2 separate regions of the Canis lupus genome follow, and region 1 is linked to region 2. Evidence: chromatin contacts called from public Hi-C data. All regions are on one chromosome and are shown on one strand. The core of a region is the stretch at or near the end of the contact, and the rest is flanking DNA. Distances in the headings are between cores, read along the strand shown.

Region 1 (6,669 bases), core at 2,282-4,781, 530 kb before region 2:
AGCACTCCAAGAACATACTGCACTTGGCCTAAATACAATTGTGCAGGGCTTAACGAGCTTTTTTACTCTCAAAGCTGGGTGAGTTGGAACAAACAAACAAAAAATATTTTCCCCAAGTAGCATGCAGAGAAGGAACGAGAAACAGCAAAGAAGAGCACCTTAGCACATTCTTCTTTGACCTGGGCTGCCTTTTCAGGGTACAGATTGACTCTGCAACCACCAAAGCATACCCATAAGCCCTAAGGCAGTGGGCACAGCAGATTCCCCCGCCCCCATTCATTGACTTTACACTAGCCTGAACAAGCCCCAGAGTCCTGTAACGGTGGTAATTTGTCATTTGCTGTAACAGGAATTTGAAGCCATCATCTTCTACAATAAACATTTGGTTGATTTATTGGCCTCCATCCCATAAGTATAGAAAGTGAGGACAGGTTCCACCCAAAGCTGCAGTTTTGAGCAATGAGAGCTCTCAGAGTGCACATGTTAAACCACACCCCACTATTTGTGGGAAGAAGAAATCCACATGTGTGTCTATTCATGAGTCTGGGAAGATACTCTCTTTAACAGGAGTTGGCTCTAGTAGGGATTTAGGAGAGCTTATATTCTCTACTTTAAAACTTTCTATACTGTCCGAAATCTTTACTCGGTGTTACTTTTATTATTGGAAAAACAGTAATCTTATTTGAAAATTATTTTCCTATTCTCAAGTGGGCAAACACGACAGGGTTTCCAGCTTCCTGTTTTCTCCTGGGGAGGGAAAATACAATGAGGTGAAGGCTCTCACAAAGATTATAGGAAAAACAGGCTTTGGCCATTCCTGGATAGTCCTCTGTTGCTCCCTGCCCACAGAGAACAAATATTACAGGTCACCACATGTCATCAGCCTCTTGGCCAGCTAACTGCATTTCACCCCTTAGTTCTCCTTGTAGATGTCACTTCTGGGAAGCCATTTCTGTCCTGCCAAGCTTGAGTCCTATATTCTTCCTGTGTTCTTCCAAGCCATCTGCACTGTGATGATCTTTACCTTTTGGCCAACCCCACCAGACTGGAGGTCCCTGAAGTCAGAGGTTTTATTCATCTGTGTAGCCCTTGTACCTTAGGAAAGTGCTGACAGACTCAATAAACATTTACTGAATAATTATTTGTTTGGGGACCTTTATAATCAGAACAATATAAAGATGAAAAAGAAACCATTTCTTTTTTTAAAAAATATTTTATTTATTCATTCATGACAGAGAGAGAGAGGGAGGCAGAGACATAGGCAGAGGGAGAAACAAGCTCCCTGCAGGGACCCCGATGTGGGTTTCGATCTCTGGACCAAGGATCATGCCCTGAACCAAAGACAGATACTCAACCACTGAGACACCCAGGTGTCCCAGAAACCATTTGTTTTCAAGGAACATACAACTAAGTTGGGGCACACAGATGTGTCCAACAATTAACTATAAAACCAAGCACTGATTTATGGGTTAAAAGAGTTACAAAGAACCAATGTGAAGATAAGGAAGGTCTTGAATCCTGAACAGTGTCTTCTGGTTCAGAAGCCCCATATTGGAATGCTGGTATGGGGTATGTGCCCGTAGTTATAAGGATTCAGGTTCTTTAGGACATTTAATTAGAATTTAACTCATGATCTTTCTTTTCTGTCCTTCTGCTGGCAGTTACCCTAGGAATACCTGCCATTTAATCTTAATTGATGTTTGTGAAATGCCTTGTCTTCCTCTGCTGAAAGTCTGTTCAGTGTTGAGCATTACAGTGTTACAGTGGTTGTTTTATTACTAAAGCAGTGCCAACGAGGTTACACAACAGCTTGGATCAGGAAGTAAAACAAGGGCGGTGATCCTACTGAAGCTACAGGGGATGGGGATTTGGGATGGTAAAATGTTAATTACCCGAGACGGAATGTGGGCTGGAGTCCAGAGCTGTGCTCCTGGAGATCATTTCTGTCCCAGAGGCTGGGGCTGGCTCTTTGGCAGTGGGTCCTTAGCATCCTGCCCTCCCCTGGCTGGAATGTTGGATTCACTTCTCTGAAAGCTGCCACAGAGAATCTAGTGGCGAGGAGCCAGAAGCACACGTCTTGCACTGCATCAGGGGCCACTCTGGAAGCTTCCCAGGAGCTGAAGGGCTGTTCCATTTGCATGTGATAAATTATTTATCTCTAAAGCAATTTATTCTTTATCTCTCTTTAAACTCTCCTTCTCCTTGTTTCTGGCTCTCGAAGTCTCTCTCTCTCTCTCTCTCTCTCTCTCTCTCTCTCTCTCTCTCTCCAAAGAGGGAGCTGGAAGATAGATGAGGGAGGGTTGAGGAGGTAGGCTTGGCACACAAGGATGGTAGAAATGTTCATTTATAAAGCTGAGAAAATAAACACAGAAGTAGATGGGCTTCTGGTCGGGAAACACCAAGATGGTTTACTTTAGGGTGGGGAGGAACGGGTGCCAGGGAGAAGGCGGTGGCGGCAGTAACAACCTCTCCGTAACTTTAGTCTCCCACAATGTCACCTCCAGAGACTGACGGGGGAACTTGCTTTCGGAATGAAACGTTTTTAAGACGTTGTGTTGGCAGGCAGGTAAGATGCGGGACGAAGGGAGAGGCGCCAGTGAAAAAGAGCGAAGGCTCTGGAACCAGCCTCCTAAGACCAGTGCCAGGTTCACCAATTACTTTCTATCTAGGTGACCTTGGGCAAGTGTCCTAATTCTCTTTAGAGCCTTCGTTTCTATCTGTAAAATTCAGAGAATGTAAAACCCACAGGTTCAAACAGATAATCCCTGTAAAGGACTGAGGACAGTCGTTGGCACAAAGGAGGCACAAAATAAACGACAGTCAGTATCATCGTCAGCTGCGGGCCAAACGACCGGAGTCCCCCAAACTCCCAAGCAAACAATTACCCGGAGCACGGAGCATCCAGGTCTGACTGACGCGCCTCCCGGCCCAATAAGGTACCGGGAAAGAACTCTGTGGAGTCGAACCAATGGCACCAGTCCTTGTTGTTGGACGGGGCTTCTGGCCGTTCCGCCAATAGCTTGAAGATGTGACTAAGGACTGACGTTCTGACGGTCCAATGACGCACAACCAGCCCACACTCAGCACTTCGAAGGGGATAAATCAAGGAGCCGGCGCGTATAGATTCCGTTATTAGGCAATACTGGATGGAGAGAGGAGCTCAGGGGAGACAGCGCGAGGGCGAGGCACCCATGAGCTAAAAAAAGAAAAAAGACGATGGTTGCGCCAAGTGAGCTCGGCCGCCATCATGCTCTAGTTTCCCCTTCGCCTCTCCGGGTCCGCGACCAAGGAAGCGGCCTCTGGGATGCTGAGGGGGTGTGTCCCCGAATGATTGGCGCAGGCGGCTCAGCCAATCCTAGCTCGTCAAACGGGAAGCGCTTGGCCAATGAGGGGCGACGGCAGCGGCGAGGACTCGGAGGGGCGGAACAGCAGCTTGATGGGCACAAGCGCCAGCCAGTGAGAGCCGGAAGCATCCTCCCTGCGGCCAATGGAGTGGGGCTCTGGGCGGGCCCCCGAGTGTTTGTGTTGTGGTTTTGGGGGAGGGAGGCGGAGGGGAAAGTTTGTTTATTTTGTTTTTAGTTTCTGGGGTCCCCGTGTTTCTGGGAGGTGAAGAGGGAGGGAGTGACCCCCCCGCGCCCCCTCAGTCCCCCTACTACGTCGCCTCCATAGCCTGCGGAGAAGCGGGGACCGCGCGCATCGCAGCGCATCGCCTCACAGCGGAACGCCGCGCACTCGGAGCCGGCGCGGCTCGGCGGTGAGTGAGGACCGACGGCCACTGCCGCCCTTCCCCTCCCCCGCGCACCGCCCAGTCCGAGCGGGGCGGCCGGGTGGGCGAGGACGCCCGCGGGAGCGCGCGGCGCGGGCCGGCCTGTCAAGCTGAGGCGCAGCGTGTGCGTGTCCTCGCGAGTGAGCGCGCGCGGCGGGGACAGGGCCGGAGGGGGCGGGAGCGCGCGCGGGCCCCGGCGGGGGCGGGGGCGGCGGCAGCGGCGGCGGCGGCGGCGTGGAGCTCGCGCTCCGTGGGGGCGGGCGTGCGGTGGGTTTGACCCCGGGTCGGGGAGGGACGCGGGCGACGTCCCGCGCGCAGGGCAGGGGCGCCCCGAATGGCGGGGCCGGCGGGCGGGCGCGCGCGGCTCTGGGCGTCACGCGCCGGCAGGTGTGAGCTGGGGGAGGGCTTCCGGGTGGGCTGGTCGAGTCGGGTTCGCTTCCCGTCGCTGGGCGGGGGGGCGCCTCCAGGGCGGGGAGGGGCTCCCCGTGGCGGCGGAGAGCGGGGGGCCCTCGGAGGCGCGTCGGGCCCCCTGCCTGGCTGGGGGGCAGGTAGACGGAGGCGTCAGGCCCCCGAGCGCCCCGGTGGCTGCCTGCGCGGCACCGCGGGACCTGCGTGGCAGCGTGGACGCGTTCCCCTGATTAATCCGGGCCGGGGAAGGGGGTGTCGCGCCCCTCATCCCAGAGCCCTGCGGCGTGGCCACCTTCGAGAGGCTGTCCAGGCTTTCCACGAGGAAATGGGACGAGCCGGCGCCAGGAGTGTTTCCTGTCTCCCCCTGAGTTGGCATCCCTTGGGTCCAAACCAGTGGGTTTGTCAGCCCACGGGGGGCCAGATACCCCAAAGTGGCCGAGGTCGCCCCGTAACCGTAGCTGCTTGTTGGGCATCTTAAGTAAGGACCAGCCCATCCTCAGTTCTCTAGGCAGAGTGTGCCGACCTCGGTCTCAAGATTCCTTGCTTCTTCGTGGATCCTTTGGCTGTTTTATTACTCTTTAGCATCTATGCTAGAAATTGTGCGAGGAATAAGACGAATTTCAAGTTGGTCATTTGTATTACAGTCTAAGCGAAATTATGCAACAAAATTGGCGAGAGGTATTTCTCCATAGTGAATAAAACGTCATTGGTTGCCTCCCCGCACCCCAGGAGTTAAGCGTATAGAAAGAAGGTGTATAAAAATCTCGCATCTTAGCATTTTGTGAAAGTTTAACAATAGAGGCTATTTCCTTCATAGTTGTGGGGACTTTCAATGGACCATAGCTTCCTGTTGATTTGGAGAAGCATCAATGATCTTGGCTTTGAGAATATATTTATTGTTTTGGTAATGTTATGTAAATGCCTCTCTAAAGACAGAACTTTTAGCACGTTGGTTTGCACCTCTACAGCGTGCTGTATCGCTGTGGGTAGGTAGTGAGAGGGATATGAATGTAGTAGGTCCCTACATTAAGGAATCCAGAACACAAATCAGACTGGCTTGGCCCGCTTGGGACAGACACAGCAATGATGATAATGCTGCCTTTATATTTTCTTGGTTCTTGGCCTTCTCTGAGTGCTTGTCCCAAACATCAGCATTTGAGCAGAATAGTTTGTGATAGGATTTAAGAAGAAGAAATTACCAAGCTGCATTTCTGAGGTAGCATATCAATGCCATGCCTTTGAAAAAATATTTTTTTTTCTTCATTCAGATAGAAGCACTTAAAAGTGTTTTAAGTCAGAGCAATACCATTTGTTGAAACGATAGTAATAATGTTAACTGACATTTACTGCATGCATCTCACATGCCAGCCTCTATGTATTTTTTCCTAATCCTTACCGGAAGCCTGTCACATAGGTGTCATTACTGTTTTCTGGATAAGAAAAAGACCCTCTAAGAGCCTCATGGCTAGTAATTTTAAGGGATAGGTTTAGTTTTAAGTGTGTCTGTTTTCAAAGCCTGTGCTTATTCCATTTTGCCTCCTAAATTATCCAGAGGAAGAAAGGTAGAAAGGACACTGAAAAGTAGAAAGGAAAAGAAATAGGAAGTGCCACTGGTGATGAAGTTGTCCATACCTAAGTTAAAAATTTAATGTTGGGCAGCCTGGGTGGCTCAGCGGTTTAGTGCCTGCCTTCAGCCCAGGGCCTGATCCTGGTGACCTGGGATGGAGTCCCACGTTGGGCTCCCTGCATGGAGCCTGCTTCTCCCTCTGCCTGTGTCTCTGCCTCTCTCTCTCTCTCTCTCTCTGTCATGAATAAATAAATAAAAAATTTAAAAAATTTAATGTTAAGTTAAACTCATTCTTCGTTTTTAGAAATTAAGAACATTTTTACAAAATTACATCTAAGCTTTGTTTCCATTTCTTCCCTATTTGATTTTTATAAAGATGAATAAAAATGCATTTGATTCAGAAGGTCAAGGCTTTCAGAGCCCTTTGTGCAAATCTCCACTCCAGTACCTTGCTATTGTGAGAAATCCTGTGCTCTGGATCTTCCAGGGACCAGGCGTTACTCCCTTTGTATCTAGGATAGTGCTTGGTACATAGTAGGAGTGCAGTAAATGTTAGCTAAGGAGCAGTGTTAAAAATGTAATCACTTTGGGTTTGTTTTAGCAGCTTTAGTTTAATGGGACAATAAGAAAGTAAATAGTTTACAGCCCAGGTGGCTCAGCGGTTTAGCTCCGCCTTTGGGTCTCCAGGATCGAGTCACACGTCAGGCTGCCTAAATGGAGCCTGCTTCTCCCTCTGCCTGTGTCTTTGCCTCTTTCTGTGTGTGTGTGTCTCTCGTGAATAGATGAATAAAATCTTAAAAAAAAAAAAAAAAAAGTAGTTCGTGTGCAAAATGCATGCTCTAGAAGAATACTGAAATGGAGCAACTTGTGGAAGGTTGGCTCTGCCAGTTTGCTAGATCTCCCAGTTCTCCTTATCTGTTTGAGCTGT
Region 2 (6,846 bases), core at 3,024-5,523:
TTGCTCTGGGAAAAGTCAGCTGCCATGCACTGAGGGCATTCAAGTAGTTCTACGGAGAAGCCCATACTAAGAGAGACCTCCCACCAATAGCCTACAGCAACTTGTCAGCAATCTGAGTAGCCACCTTAAGAGGATCCACCAGCCTGTCTTCAGATGACTGCAACTCTAGATGACATATCACCACTGCAATCCCTTGAGAGGTCCTGAGCCTGAACCACTGCTCAAGCTGCTCCCAAATTCTTGGCTCACAGAAACCGTGAGAGATGATGTTTACTGTTATCTTAAGCACTAAGTTTTAGAGTAACATGTTATACAATAATAGGCAACACACCTAACAGTCTCTAAAACTCTAAGTTCCTTAAGAGCAGAAATTTGATTCACAAAATTTGTTAAAGCCTTAGAATTAAACAGTACTTATATATAATGGTGCAGTGGGCCATTCCCTTTATTCAATGTTCCTTTTCTTCCAATGTATAAGCGTTTATTAATACCTATATGGTATATGCCTGTACCACTTCATCTATAACCTGTCAGTGTCCTCCCTCTTTTCTTTCAAGACCTTCTGAAATATAACCTCCTGACCAAAGATTTTTTTTCAGCAGACGAAAATGTTCTTTTTTTTTTTTTAATTTTTATTTATTTATTTATTTATGATAGTCACACAGAGAGAGAGAGAGAGGCAGAGACGCAGGCAGAGGGAGAAGCAGGCTCCATGCACCAGGAGCCCGACGTGGGATTCGATCCCGGGTCTTCAGGATCGCGCCCTGGGCCAAAGGCAGGCGCTAAACCACTGCGCCACCCAGGGATCCCCGACGAAAATGTTCTTAAATCAATTCTATCAACCTTAGTATTTACATAAACATGCAACTCACTGTAAATATGTATTTATTCATATTCACCTTTTAGTCAACAAATATTTACTGAGTATCTGCTATGTCCCAAGAATTGCTCTTGAGCTAACAGAATAAAAGAAACAAATTGCCTTTGTGGAGTTTACCGTTCATAGTGGGTTCTCTAAATATAAAAACCTCTGTTATTAGGACTTCAAAATTCTAATTGCCCTTTCAAAAAAATTCATTATTCACAACCATTTTACCTCTTTCCTTTTCTATTTCATTGGCCATCCTTTTCTTTATACACTTAAATATTTAAGCTATGGCCTCAAGAAAAGTCCATATCTGTTTAATAGCTTTGTTAAGTGCCCCATATAGAATCTGTATATGTCAATGTCTTCCATTAAATGTTTCCATGAACCACTTCTTAGAAAATATCACCACACTTATAAACATAAATACCACTTGATAGCCTTTATTATACACGTTTTAGCAACTCTAAATCAAATATGAACATTTATTTCACAGAAAGTAATTTGTAATTTATGTAGTAATATGACATATATATGTCATATATATATAGCTGGAACAGTCTCACCTCGTTTATTTCTGTACTGTTAAAAGGAAATGAGCATACATACTTTTAAATCAGAAATTCAAGTCCTGGCTCTATCACTAACTGTGCAACCCTTAGACAAATTATTTAACTATGCTGAGCCTCAGTCTTCCTATCCTAAAGTGGAGGTAATACCTGCCTCATAGGGTCGTTGTGAGAATTAAGTGGTAATATTAAAAGCCTAACTTAATGCCTATTATATAATGGGCATCAAGAAATGTCAGTTTCCTTCCACTTCCCTAGGGCTTATACCTGCAGTCAGAAGATCTATCAAGAAATATTTCCAAAAAAAAAAGAAAGAAAGAAAAAAATCTTTCCAAGCTCAGTTACTTCTGTTTGGAATGATCTTCCTCTCCTTCATCTAATGAGTTAAGGATCAGCTCAAATGCCATCTTCTCTTTGAAGTGAAAAGGAAAAGCTCCCTTGACCCTCCCATACAGTTCTAGAGTTTATTTCAGTGTGTTACAATTATCTGTCACTTTCTGCCTCTCCCACTAGATAGACTGTGAGCTCATATGAGCAGAGACTATACCTCACTTACCCTGATAAACTCGGCTTTTAGAAAAACAGCTGGTGGAGGACCTGGGTAGCTCAATCAGTTAAGTGTCTGCCTTTGACTTAGGTCATGATCTCAGGTCCTGGGATCAAATCCAGCCCAGTATTGGGCTCTCTGCTCAACAGGAAGTCGGCTTCGCCCTCTCCCTCTGTGCTCTTTCTCACTCTCAAAGAAATCCTTTTTTTTTTTTTTTTTTTAAGATTTTATTCATTTATTCATGAGAGACACACAGAAAGAGGCAGAGACACAGGCAGAGGGAGAAGCAGGCTCCATGCAGGGAGCCCAATGCCGGACTCAATCCCGGGACTCCAGGATCACGCCCTGAGCCAAAGGCAGACACTTAACCGCTGAGCCACCCAGGCATCCTTCAAATAAATAAATCTTAAAAAAAAAGAAAAATACCTGGCATGTTATAGGCAAGGAACAAGTTTACTGAATGAATAAATGAATGAAGTCATTACTTAAATAGTACCCAAATGTACTGAGTGACCCAAACTTTATGGTTTTGCCCTTTATGGGCTGAGATGCTGTTTCATACTTCTTTTGAATCCCTTCCTCATAGCAGTCAGTAGAGGACTAAAGGATGTGGAAAGTCTGCAATAAATACTTTTGGATTATGGGATACATCTTACTCTTCCATCTCATGATTTTACACCAAATAAAAAACTTAACCAAAGAGATGTGACTTGTGGAAGCCTTTCTAAACAGGGTCTCTTCCTAACAGTTACTGGCAAAGAACTGAAGCCAATACTAGAACAGACTATAGTCAGTTTTTCTTTGCACGGGCTTTTGAAAAAAGCAGTAATGGTCTGCCTCTTTTAAAATCATTTCACTAATTAACTATCATAAAGCTCTTTGATTCACTATGAAAAATGCAAATGACATTAAGCAAAACTTAATTTAATAACTTTTAGCCAAGGGTTCCCCACCCTGCAGTCCCAGGGCCATGTGCCAGCTGGCTGTACCACCTCACTCCTGGGAGGTGGCTGCTTTTCAACAGTAAAACTGCTTAAGTGAAATTTGTGGAGTTTTCGGGGTCCTCTAATATGAAATACATGAATTTCACTTTTTACTAAAAATAGTATGTCACGAGTTTTGGCTTCAGGTAGAAAAGATCTTGAAAAGATCTCAAAAGTTGGCAAGCTGGGAACATTTCAGACTTCTTACAAACTTCAATGTGAAAACACAAGAAGCTAGGTGTAATCTCATTATTATTTTTAAGTGACATCTTTCATATTCCTGTATACACATACCTCATGCCCAGTACAGCTGAGTGTCCACCAAACTGCCTTTTTGTTACGCTATATAATAGTGAGAAAACAGAGATCCGGACAAAGCCAATTTGGGCCGGTGCTTGAATACAAACCGATCTACCCGTCGTTCTCAACTCACAATGATCCCATGTAGTAGGTCTTATGCCCATTTTCCTGATGAGGAAACCGAAGCCCAAGATTACAAAGCCGGCGAAGGGCAGCTTGGCGAACCTGATCTGAAAGCTCCAGCCCAAGCTACTACAGAGTATCAGTGCTTTCCTACGGCACCGGCCAGAGTGGGAGGTGGAATCAAAGCGTCCTGACACTTTCTTAGAGGGTCAAGTTCTTGGCCGTCAAGTTTCAAATCGGCCAGAGCCCTTACACCTGGCGGCATTCAGGTGGCCGACACAGGCATCAATCAACAAGTCCAGGTGAGGCTCCCTCGCCAGGGAATCCTAGGATTGCACATGGATCCGAAGGGTCTGCACAAGACCCCAGGACCCTGCGGTCAAAACACACCCGGGCGCAAAGGGTGCGGGACCGCCCTCATCCCCTCACCGGCGCTGCCAGGCAAGGCGGCTCACAGGTGCACGGCCGCGCCCCGCGACGCCCGCCGCGGCTGGGGGACCCGGCCGGGAGGCGAGGGGCGGGCGAGCTGAGCGGCGACGGGGTAGGGGCCGAGCGGCGACGCCCGCGCAGACACACCCCGAGGGCGCGCGGCGGGGTCGCGAGGAGAAAGGATGCTCGGGGCGGGGCCGCGGTGGGGGAGGGGCTCCCTGCCCGGACTCTCACTCACCGCCTCGCGCTCCTCCCGGCCAGAGCTCCGCGGCGGTCCCCCTCCGGCTCTCGCCGCGCGTCTCCCCTCCCGAGGCTCAACGTCTCGCCAGTGCGCACGGAGCTGAGGAGAAGTCTGCACGAGAGGAGGGTGTGTGGCGAGCGGAGCCGAGGGGGTGGGGAGGATGGAACGGTCGCTCTCGCCGCCGCCTCGGACACCACAGACACGGCCGCCGCCGGCTCCTCTCAGCCACGGAAGCTGCGGCCCCTCCCACCACACCCGCCTCCCGCCTCCCACACCGCCTGCTGGAAGAGTGACGGCGGCGCTGGCCAATCAGAGGCCTTGCGGAGGCTGGGACGGTAGAACTAAAGGGAGGGCGGGAAGGGAGGGGTACGGAGGCGGTGAGGACGGCGGCGGGACTTCCTGTGACTGACGGCCAGGCGCAGCCAATGGGCAGCGAGAAGATGACCTCATCGCCAAGGGAAGTCTGGAACTGGCGGAGCAGCGGCTGGGAGGTGGGAGGAGGTCGGCGACGAGCCGGAGGCGGGGCGCCGGGGCCTTAAAGAGACCGAAGCCCATTGGTCACCCCGCCGAGGGAAGGGCGGCGGACCGGCTGGACTTCGCCAAGTTGCCAAGGGGTCAATGCCGCGAGCCCTTAACTGCATTAATCCTCCTGACCCAACCCGATCCTTCTAGGGGCTAAAGGGTCCTCGCCTGGGGCTCGTAAGTTGATTACTTCACTTTCACGCTTCCCCAGAGGAGGCACAGTAAATTCCACATTGGCCCGGAGCCCTGAATTCCCGTTACAGCCCCCGCCCCACCGAGGCCCGTCGCCTCGTTTCTCTGAGTCAGTTTCCCCTAGGGGAAAAGGGAGGATATTAACACCTACCCACTTCTCCCTACCTGCCTAGAAGGTTGAGATCATCAACAGCAAAAGTGCTTTGGGCCTCGGGAAGAAAAGGCGCTGAATGAACCCAAAAGCTTCTCCCAGGGGACTCCAGGAAGCACATCTGTAAAAGGGAAGGTGTCACTAGGTGACTCCCGACGACTCTTGCAATTGCAAAATTCTAAAATGCTGATGTCCTACTCTTTCTGGCATCCTCTCCTGTAGCAAAGGGGGCGGGGGGCATGCACGCATGTGCACGCGTGGGTCTCCTGCATTAGGCGCGGAGGCCACACACGGACCCGGTTGGCTTCAACAAGGAGAAAGCAGACTTAAGGGAGAGAGAAACAAGTAAAGCGAGATCTGCGGTGGGAAGTGCCTTGGTGCCGGCAGGCCATTTGCTCCCTCTCCTCCCGCAATGGGAGGGAGTCCAGAAAAGGAGAAATAACTCCAACTTGGCGGGTGGAAAAGAGGGGGGAAGTGCTTTCCCGAAAGCTTCCTCGGGATGGTGTCGCCTGGCAGGGTTGGAAGGAGGAGTAACAGTAGCTAGAGGAAGAAGGGAGCTAAGTAAGACGTTCTTCCAGGTTCCGGGAGGAGCAGCCAGGCCAAGGCCCAAAGATTGAGAGGGACAACTCAATGTTCCAGAGTGAATTCTTACTATGATCCCCTGCTCTCCCCCAGATCTCCCATGACCATGACGGCCTGTTGGTCTGTCAGAGAGAATGCCTCCTTTTCGTCTCCAGCCGACAGCTGCAAAAGCCAAAGTGGCCCTGGATATTCCCAATTATTTATCTGTAAGTCAGCTTCAAGTTTAGCGCAAGGTGCTGCTGGGCACAGAATCTTGAAGTTCAGCGGGATCCCAGTGGCCCCTTAGTCACACACCTTCCCTCCAAGGCAAGAATCGGTCCACAAAAGACGGGATAAAATGATTTATTCAGCAGATATTTCTTGAGTAAGACGCTGAGCGGGTGCGTTCACCAAACTGGGGAGAATGAAGGCAAATGGTGAGGTGATTGCAATGCCAGGTAGCATATCCCGAGTGTCAGGATTAAAAAGAGGACACAAAGGTGAACCTTAAAGGAGAAAGTACTCTGGTTTGAAATTGGTGGGGTGGGGCAGGTTTCTGCAAGACAAGACTGGGGCGGGGCATTCCAGATAATATCTACCTAGACACAGCCTTTATGAAAAAAACAAAGCGAGAAGGAAGCACAAGCATATTTTATGAGTCATGGTAAGAGTGATAAGCCTGTTCCCAGTCTGAGGCATGGCAAGCTTACCACCTCTCAAATAGGTCTGTTCCTTTTCTGGACAATTTAAATTGCAATTATTTTGTATCCATATGCATGTACAAGCTACTTATTTATTTACATGTCTATATTTTATGGATAATCTACATCCATCCCTCTAACCTCTGAGTCTAGGTCCTAATTATCTCCTAAACCTTCAGAGAACATGTCTAATCCCTCTTCATAAGGACAACATCCCAAATATTTGAAGATTTGTCATCTATGCCCCCCTTTCCACACCTTCTGCCCTTCCCCAAAACAATAAAGATGAAGTCACCTTTTATTTTGCCAAATTATGGTTTCCATCCTGAGGACTTCATGTAGACATCTTTCAGATCGTCAAGATCTGTTGGGAACATGTGTTATTTTTGTCCTTCCAGCACACATTCCCTTTCTTCTAGTAAGAGGAGCCTAATTTCTTCTAGGGAACCAGTCCTCCCCACTGTCTGTCAGTATGGTAGCCATGGGGCTGACTTCACTACTTTCCAGGGGCAGCACTTTGACAGTCCTGGCCCATCAGAGCACTGCTTTCCTCCTCTTTGTGCTCCCACCACCACCACCACCATTTGCAATGATTGATTTAGGGAAAGGTGTGTGGCCCAAGACAGTCCAAGCAGAATGAGTCCTGGAACCTTAGTTGGAAC

The links. Hi-C and Micro-C count contacts between places; a contact is called where the count stands out from the background.
Region 1: a contact with region 2 is called in a Hi-C map of blood, with 11 times the contacts expected there. The contact joins the promoter of TNRC6B here to the promoter of MRTFA in region 2. A contact is called at or near these places in 3 of 9 Hi-C or Micro-C datasets (amygdala and blood).

What each region holds. Positions count from the first base shown.
Region 1 is chr10:26,051,982-26,058,650 of UU_Cfam_GSD_1.0, reverse strand. TNRC6B (trinucleotide repeat-containing gene 6B protein) reads left to right here and starts at 3,531. Exons shown (of 25, transcript XM_038550487.1): 1 at 3,531-3,754.
Region 2 is chr10:25,517,890-25,524,735 of UU_Cfam_GSD_1.0, reverse strand. MRTFA (myocardin-related transcription factor A) reads right to left here and starts at 4,273. Exons shown (of 15, transcript XM_038550462.1): 1 at 4,055-4,273.